3 separate regions of the Anser cygnoides genome follow, and all the other regions are linked to region 3. Evidence: chromatin contacts called from public Hi-C data. All regions are on one chromosome and are shown on one strand. Each heading gives the region's core, a stretch centred on a gene start, on an enhancer-like site or on the middle of the called end of the contact. The rest is flanking DNA. Distances are from core to core; before and after follow the strand shown.

Evidence for each region. Hi-C and Micro-C count contacts between places; a contact is called where the count stands out from the background.
Region 1: a contact with region 3 is called in a Hi-C map of liver, with 2.2 times the contacts expected there. The contact joins the promoter of IGF2 here to the promoter of MRPL23 in region 3. A contact is called at or near these places in 3 of 7 Hi-C or Micro-C datasets (granulosa cells and liver).
Region 2: a Hi-C map of liver shows a contact between it and region 3, with 2.6 times the contacts expected there. The contact joins the enhancer-like site here to the promoter of MRPL23 in region 3. A contact is called at or near these places in 2 of 7 Hi-C or Micro-C datasets (granulosa cells and liver).

The regions. Positions count from the first base shown.
Region 1 is chr5:38,332,425-38,335,124 of Taihu_goose_T2T_genome, reverse strand. IGF2 (insulin like growth factor 2) reads right to left here and starts at 1,419. Exons shown (of 4, transcript XM_048066577.2): 1 at 854-1,419. The coding sequence starts at 955.
Region 2 is chr5:38,420,643-38,423,342 of Taihu_goose_T2T_genome, reverse strand. No RefSeq gene overlaps it. Among named protein-coding and RNA genes, the nearest start is that of IGF2, 88 kb to the right of the region's middle. Within about 2 kb of position 1,437, at least 1 of the 3 cell types and tissues checked has open chromatin away from gene starts, as enhancers often do. A contact at or near this core is called in liver, where this site is marked.
Region 3 is chr5:38,578,321-38,581,020 of Taihu_goose_T2T_genome, reverse strand. It overlaps MRPL23 (mitochondrial ribosomal protein L23), which reads left to right and starts at 1,408. Exons shown (of 5, transcript XM_066997926.1): 1 at 1,408-1,427; 2 at 1,679-1,801; 3 at 2,500-2,582. The coding sequence starts at 1,423. It overlaps TNNT3 (troponin T3, fast skeletal type), which reads left to right. Exons shown (of 16, transcript XM_048066618.2): 16 at 39-438. The coding sequence ends at 87.

The DNA of each region.
Region 1 (2,700 bases), core at 170-2,669, 250 kb after region 3:
AAAAAAATCACACAAAGTCGAAGGCTCGGTGCCAACCATTAACTCTCACTCCATTTTGGCTTCGCTCTCTTGTTTTTCCCTCTCTGTATTTTTATCCCTCCGGGACCCAACACGCCGCGGTGTTCTTTCGGATGAGAGCCCAGCAGCTCCTCGCTGCTCCCCGCCGGGTCCCCGCTCCCAAAGCCCGGGCGCGGAGCGCAGCGCGCCGGGCAGCCAGGGGCCGCCGTGACCTCGCATAGCCCCGGCCCCGCCGCCGGGGCCAGCCCGGCCCACGCACGATCGCGGCTGCCCGCACACGCGCCGTGCTGCCCCCGGCCCCCTCAGCCCACCCGGGACTGCCCCACGCCCCCTCTACGCCGCTCCCCCCCCCCCCGCCTTCTCCGCATCCTCTCCGCGCACGCCCCGCGCAAGGGGCGCGCAGGAGCCTCGCAGGGGGATGCGGGCAGCGCTGCGCGCCCCCCACCCACGCAAAAATAATAATAATAATTTTTTTTAAGCAAATAAAAAATAAATAATTATTAAAAAAAAAAAAAGGCGGAAAAACGCCCATCGCCAAAAGGCGCGCGGGTACCCTGGGGGTGCCCGGGGGGTCCCCGCACCGCACCGCACCCCCCGCCGCGCACAGCCCGCAAGTTGGCCGCGGGCAGCCCGGGCTGGGCCGGCTCTCGGGGTCCCTCTAGTGACACGCGTGGGGAGGGCGGGCAGCGGAGCCGGCACGGCTCGGCTCGGCTCGGCGCGGCACGGCACAAGCATCCCGCGGCACAAGCATCGCGCGGCGTGGCACGGCTGGGCGCGGCGTGGCACGGCTCGGCGCGGCTCGGCGCGGCTCGGAGCGGCTCGGAGCGGCGCTTACCTTGGCGCTGCCGCTGCTACTCTCAACTTCTGGCGGCGGCGGGCCGGGGAGGAAGGCAGGCTGCCGGCAGCGCTCATCCGTGTGTGCCCCGGCGCTTGCCATGCTGCTGTCCGGCCCTGGCAGCGATCGCGGCTTTGGCTCGCCTTCCCCGCGCCCTGGCTTGCTCTCCTCGCTTTGCCTTTTTGGTATGTCAAGTCCCTGCTTGAATTTGTCTGGAGGATGTTATTTTGTTACGATTAGGTATTTTGTTATTCTAGAGAGCGAGCGAGCGCTTTCCTTCCTTCTCCTATTTTTTCCTTTTTTTTTCCTTTTCTTTTTTTTTTCCTTTTCTTGTTCCTTTTTTTCTTTTGTTATTTTTTCTCCTTGTTCCCCCCTTTTTTTGCCTTTTTTTTTCCTCCTCCTCTTTCTCTCCTCCTGCTTTGGCTGCCCCTTGGGTGGCTCTCACTTTTTGTTGTGGTGGTGTTTACTGACTGCGTCCCCCTGGCCGGGGCGGAGGGGCCGGCTGCCTGGCTGCCCGCTGCTCCCGGCTGGCTGCCCCACGAGCGAGGAGACAGGCAAAGCGCTCCGGCTGCCCCCCTTTTATACCCCCCCAATGGGCATGCTCTGACTTCCCCAGCGAACACCAGCCCGGCCACGCAGCCAATAATGTTGCAGAGCGATCCCTCCCTCTTTCTCCCTCCCTTCTTCGTAACCCTGCGAAGTCCAGCTCGGGGAGCGACGGGAAGTTGCAGCCGCAGGCTTTCCCTGCCCGGGAGGGGTCTTTAGCCCACCCCGGCCGGCCCCCGGCCTGGGGGGGTCCGGGGGCTGCGCGCATCCTCCGCCTCGCCCCGCAGGTGAGGGGAGGAGATGGGGGCCTGCGCCGCCAGCCCCTGCCCGAGGTGCTGGGGCACCCCCTGCGCGCCCCTCCCGCCCTCCAGAGAGCCGAAAATCCCGGGGAGGGGGAGGCAGAGGGAGCAGCAGGATTTGCAGCGCCAGCTTTTGGGTCTCGCTCCAGGTGCGCACGTGGCCATGCCACCCCTCCCACCCCGCGCTGGACCCCAAAACCTCTCCTGAGGGCTCCCCACTGAAGGTGCAGACATGTGGGGGTGCTGGCAGCACGGCCACCCCCGGCCTCAAGCCGTGGCCATGCCCTGCATTACACTACCCCCGCATCATCAGATGTGAGCCCCCCACTCTGCCCGTGCGCATCCCTGGGGACAACATGGATGGTACCGCTCCGTGGGGCACGGGCGCTCGGGTTTTGCACCCCAAAGGGCACCTCCCGAAATCGGTGGCTGCTCGCTGGGTTGCCCCCGCTCCGCTTGAGCTTGTGCAAGCTGTTGCCTTTAAGCCAAGGGGACTTTTCCCAGGCTTCACCGTGAAGCGGTGCGCGATCCGAACGCGCGCCTGTTGCGATCGCCACTCCGGTGGTGCTGCATGGCAGTCATGCCGTGCTGCACCCAGCAAAACTCCCCTTCTCCCAAAAACCTGTCCTGCTGGGGAAGCAGCTGCCTCAGAGGTGGGCTGTAAGGACCCTCCTTGCTTTCCACCAGCAGCAAAGGCAGCGCCGGAGTGCCCGCATCCTCACCGCTGCCCGGGTGGGCGTCTGCTTGCAGGGATGCACAGCTCAAGTTGCACTGCAAGGCATGCACCCGCCGTGGCGCCGAGAGGGGCAGAGCTGCCCAAAATCGCGCCGCAGGTTGTTGCATCTCAAGTGATGTTGGCGTGGTAGGGCAAGGGCTCAGCAGCCCTCACTCTGACGTGCGCTAAGGAAACTCTTTTTTAAAGTTTTTTTCAAGTGTGCACCTGTTTCTTTCAAGAATGGGGGCTTGGTGCCTCTCTGGACATCTGGAATTGCCATAAACATG
Region 2 (2,700 bases), core at 188-2,687, 160 kb after region 3:
ATGTCTGCTTTAGCTTATACCTGTGTCCTATTAATTTAAAAGCAGACAGGAAAGATGTTGGCTGAAGATGAGATGTGATCATCAATAGGTTGCTTTTATCTGTTTAAATCTAGTAGTAATAACAAAAAGTACAAATGAAAGATACATAACATTAGCTTCCTTCTGCACCACAGGCCAGGATTTTGTGAATTATCCCCAGATTTCAGTACCTCCCTTACGGCTTCTGTTCTGTCTCTTACAATAAAGATTTGCTTGCCAACTTCTTTGAGCAGGGGAAGGAAGCCAAGCCAGTCCTGGAAGGGGCTGAGCTGTGTTTGTTGTGCTATGTTTTGGGAAGCCCTCTTCTGATATGTGTCGATGTACTTTGCCCCCTTCAGTCTCTTTATCCTTGTGGGGGGTCTCTGCTTGCCCTTTAGTTGATTCTTTGAGGAACCCTCCCAGAAAATCTAGGGCAGTCGAGGGTGGAAGTGGGAGAATGCTTTAGCAGCTCCTCATCTATTCAGAGCAGGGACTGTGTCTAAAACTGAAGTGTCCTGTTGCCATTATAAAGTTGTGTTGTCTTCTGAAGCACCAGGTATTGGTCGTGGCTGGAAAGAGGAGAGCAGATTAGATGGATCCAATGGACTGATCTGGCATGGTAGGCTTTAAGCTCTTTGAAGCCTATGAGGGCATTTCCATTTCCAAACCACAAATTATTTCCAGAAACTGGGAAACAAGAGGAGGGAAACAAGAGGAAGGAAAGCTTGCACATGGCAAGCTCAACAGAGACAGAAAAAAAACCCTTTGCAATGAAGTCATTGGACAGAAAGTAAACTGCCCACAAGCCCTTTTACCAGAAGAGTTTGGATCGAGAGTCCAGTGAATAGGAGAATTATATGTAACACGTACTATATGAACTGTCAGGGCAATAAAGAGGTATTGTCCATGGGTTGGTCTCAGAACTTCCACTGAACCCTCTAGTGCATGAGTCAGTAACAGAGAAGATTGGCATATGTGGTCCGTGGTCCAGAGCCAGGTTAAAGGAAAGGTGGAACTTTTCACAGAAAATAGTTAAAGCTTTGCTTTATCAGGCTTGCTGTTCACTAAACTTTGCTTAACTTGTGCAATGGTTCCTGGCTCCTCCATATGGCCTTCACCTTTGAATACTATTGATTAACTAGTACCTAGCTTGCAATATGATCTGAGTTCCTCCTACAGCTTTCTCTTCTTTATCTAACGGACTTGGCTATTTTAACCCTTTGACTGGGAACTTGGTCACTTACTTGGTGACCAGTGCCTCTTCTGTACAGCTTTATGTCGAGGAAGCAAGCGAGAGGGACTGAAGATCCTGGGAGAGAAAGCCAAACTGCTGAGGCTCTGAATTCTTTGTGTTGCAGTAGCATCCAGTAGGCGCGCTCTAGCTAGGAAGGGGGCCTGCTGTGCGAGGCACAGGACCAGAACGTAATGAGAGGGCTGCTCCTGCCCTGAAGAACTTGCAGCCTGAATAGAAAACACAAAGAATGGGAGCAAAACTAGAGGCAGAAAGAAAAGAGATGACTTGGCCAAGATGACTGAGCAGTAAATCAGTGGCAGAACTTCGAAGAGTTCCCTTGAGTCCTAATCTGGTGACCTTTCTAGTGGGGCAGGCTGCCTCTGGCTTTTCACTGAAGTGTGCAAAGCATTGGCTTTTGATTTGCAAATAGATTAGAGCATACAGCATTGTATGCCAAAACCTTCAGCACGAAGTTAATGTTGCCTAATGGTGTCTCGTATTGTTCCAGAATGCATAAAGGATTTATCCCGAGCAGGAAATGAGAAATTAATGCAAATTTAAACTTCTGAAAAGTGGGAAGTGTAGAGGTTCATGCTACACTCTGAAAATAACCTTAACTCTGCTCTCTTCCAGCATTGTCACTATATATGTTCAGACACACAGAACCTCATGGAAAAATCAAGAAAAGAGGCACGTGAAAACAAGAAGTAAAGACTAATATTTTTTCTGTCTGAGCATATCCTATCAAGAGCAAGGGAACAGACAGCAGTATGTTCTCTTCAGTTTCTTCATACCCACTTCATATAATTTCATACTTTTTAAAACCAGAAGACCTCACTAGACAGCCTGACCTCTTCTATGCCAACCTGCAAACTTCTGATGCAGCTCTAGTGAGCCAAATGCAGTGAGATTGTCCACAGCATCTTCCACAGAGGCTGAAGTTCAAATCTTGAGTGCAGTAATTTCAGACAGTGAAGCTATTGTCTGGTTGTTTTCAGGGGGTCTTGGCTCCACTCCTCCCCTGCGCAGCCACTACAAAGTTGGCTTGCTAACCTTGGCATGCCTGGGAGAGAGGATGCATTTTGGGATGCTGAGGCATGCTGGTTTAGGAGCGCTTAGAATAGTCCACCTATAAACAGAAAGCGATGTTTGGTTTTATCTATAGCAGGACTGAGATTCCTCTGATACCTGGACAAATTTAATCTAGAGCCTCTTTTACTTTAGGGAAAAGGGGTCTAGCAGTGACGCTCAAAGCACTGAACCCCTGGGTGCACCTCAGCTCCTCTCTCGAAAACACTGCTCCCTTGTCCTCTTACTTATTCAGCGTGTAATCAATTTGGGCAAGGGCTGGTTCTCACTCCTTGCGTGTTACACTTCTGTGTAACATGCTTGAGAGCAATAAGGTAGACTAAGAAAAGCCCTATTCCCTGGTCTTAGTGAGCCTGGGC
Region 3 (2,700 bases), core at 159-2,658:
TTCACACTGACATGTTTTTCTTTCATTTTGTATTGTAGCAGCAAGAAGGCAGGAGCCAAGGGGAAGGTTGGTGGGCGCTGGAAGTAAAGAACCAGGCAGGATGGCCCCTAGCAACGTGCCGAAACGCTGCTGGTCTCCTCTTTCTTCCTTCACAAACCACTTGTGTTCCCGTGCCTCAGCGATAACAAAAATTGCAACATCAGCCTGGGTTGGCTATTGCTGCTGCTTTTCTTCCTTTTCTTCCTGGAGGGGTCTGGTGGCTTCCTCAGCCAAAAGGAAGCAAGTTCCCTGCGGAACGGAGGTGACTCCTTGCTGGCATCTTCAATTCCTGCTGAGCGTGTCCTTTACCCTCCTGATACCAGCCCTATGCTGTCCTGTAGATTGCTGTGTACAAATCTCTGGATTTTGTAAATAAAGCACAACCAGTACCTACTTCAATGACAGCTTTCTGGAATGGTGTTTTGAAATTTTTTTTTTAAATGGCATTTGGGAGTTGGACCTTAGCTATCCTTATTTAATATTTAATGCAGTCCTACAAGTGGAAATGAGGTTTGGCGTCATTAACAAAAAAACAGGACTGGAGGCCAGTTTTACAGGCCCCATACAGGCAAATAAGGAAAGCCAACTCTGTTCTGGGGGATCTCATAATCTGTGGGACAGTCTGGATGCCAAAAGTACTTGAAACAAACTTAGAAGTTCGAGTGATGAATGGAATCAAAGAATTGGGTGTAAAGGAATGAATTCACAGGTGGCATAGTTTTCAGTATGCAACATTTCTTAAAAGCAGATGTTACAGCACAACACAGAGCACCGTTAATTCAAATATTACACTAAAATGTTTATTGAAACACTTAACCTACATATAGTATTAAAATCCAATGCGAAGCCTGAATTACTGTTATTTCTATGTAGATGTCAAATGGGGCCAGGGACACAAAATGGCTGCCACCAAACTCAGGCTGTGAGCTGTTGGTTGCATGGGGTCTGCTGTTCACTTTGCTGACCTTAGAAGCCCCTGGTTGGAAAGAAGCCTACTGGAGGCTTCCCACCAGGCTTCCTACCAAACTTCTGGCCTTCCCTGGTGCCAGCTTACACACTCTGGTTCACCAGTCAATGAGGAAAAGAAAATCATGGTGGCGTCCCACCCCACAACATGAAGTCAAGGTAGCAGCACAGGCAGTCAGGTGCTCAGAGATGGCTTCCACAGCTCTTGCAGAGCTGCCACCCTGCGCCCCCGACACCTCCTGTCCCTCCCACCCCTGGCTTGTCGCTGTCCCACACTTTGGGGCTGCGTTTCCCGAACTGCCTCAACGACGCCATTTCGCAGCCACGATTCCCGCCCCTTGCCCCGTGCCTAGCGCACCCCGAGCACCACATCCCCTCGTGGCGACGGCGAGACCCGGCTGCCCCCTCCAGGGGCCAATGAGGTGGAGACCACCACCCCAAAAAAAAAAAAAAAATAAAAACACAAAAACCACCCTCGTCGCCCCTCCGCTCCAGCAGAGGGCGAGAGCGGGAGCCCCTCCATGGCGGCGGCGCTTCCGGGCCTGGCCGCGGCCATGGCGGCGGGCGGCAGGCGGGCTGTGTGAGCGGGGCTGGGCGGCCGGGGAGGGACGGGGACGGGGTCGGTGGTCGTCGGGCCGCCGGCCGGTGGTTGACGGGCGTCCTCTCCCCGCAGGTACCCGCTGTTCCAGCTGGGCGGCCCCCAGCTGCGGATCTTCCGCCCCAACTTCTTCATGCTGGCGGTGCGGCCCGGCGTGCCGCAGCCCGAGGACACGGTGCAGTTCCGCGTCTCCATGGAGTGAGTGCACGGGGAGGGCGGCCGGAGCCTGGCCGCGGGGTGCCCAGGGGTCCCCGCCGCTTCTGGAGCATCCCCCTGCGCCCAAAGGCCCTCCCCGTGGCTGAAGGAAGGGTATTGTGCAGCAGGGAGAGCTTTCAGGGCGCTGGTTTAAGTAGGAGCTGTGCTTGGCTCCTCTCGGGGTGCTGTGAGGCTCTGCCTGCCGCGAGGTGGGGGTAGGAAGAAGGGAGAGGTGGTGGAGGTGACCTGGAGGAAAAGAGGTGGTGTCCAGGTGCTAGTTTTGCAGTACTCCTTCGTCCTGTCTGCTCTGCTTCTACACATAAAGGCCCACGTGCCTGCAGCAGGTCCCAAAAACGTTAGAAATTAGGTTCAGAAGCTTAGAACTGATTTTTAGCATGGGCAGTCAGAAAGCTGACCCTGGCTCTCTGAGTACAGCAAATACCTCATGTTTTGACTGCTGAGGTGCTAGAGAATAAAATGTTTAGCATTATTTCAATTTATGGGCTATGAATTGCTGTAACAGCATATGATCTATGTTGGGTTTATACATTTGTGCGGTGAAGCTACCTTGTTTGAAAGGGGAAGATGTATCTATTCCAGACTATCAACTTGCCTATAAATACTGTGGCTCTGTTCTGAACTTAGTTAAGTATTTCTACTTTTCTTTCTTTCTTTCCCCAAAATGTTTTCTTGTTGCCTAGAATGACAAAAGTGGATATCAAGAATTACCTTGAAAAAATATATAATGTGCCAGTAGCTGCTGTGAGGACCAGAATACAGTATGGTAAGTGCAGTTGAGTAATTCAAAGGGATAAATGCAGTTTACCTTTTCAGCCAGAAGAGGCTTTTCATGTCAAAAGGTCCGGTAGCATTCTACAAACTTTAGTTCCAGGTTTGTTGCT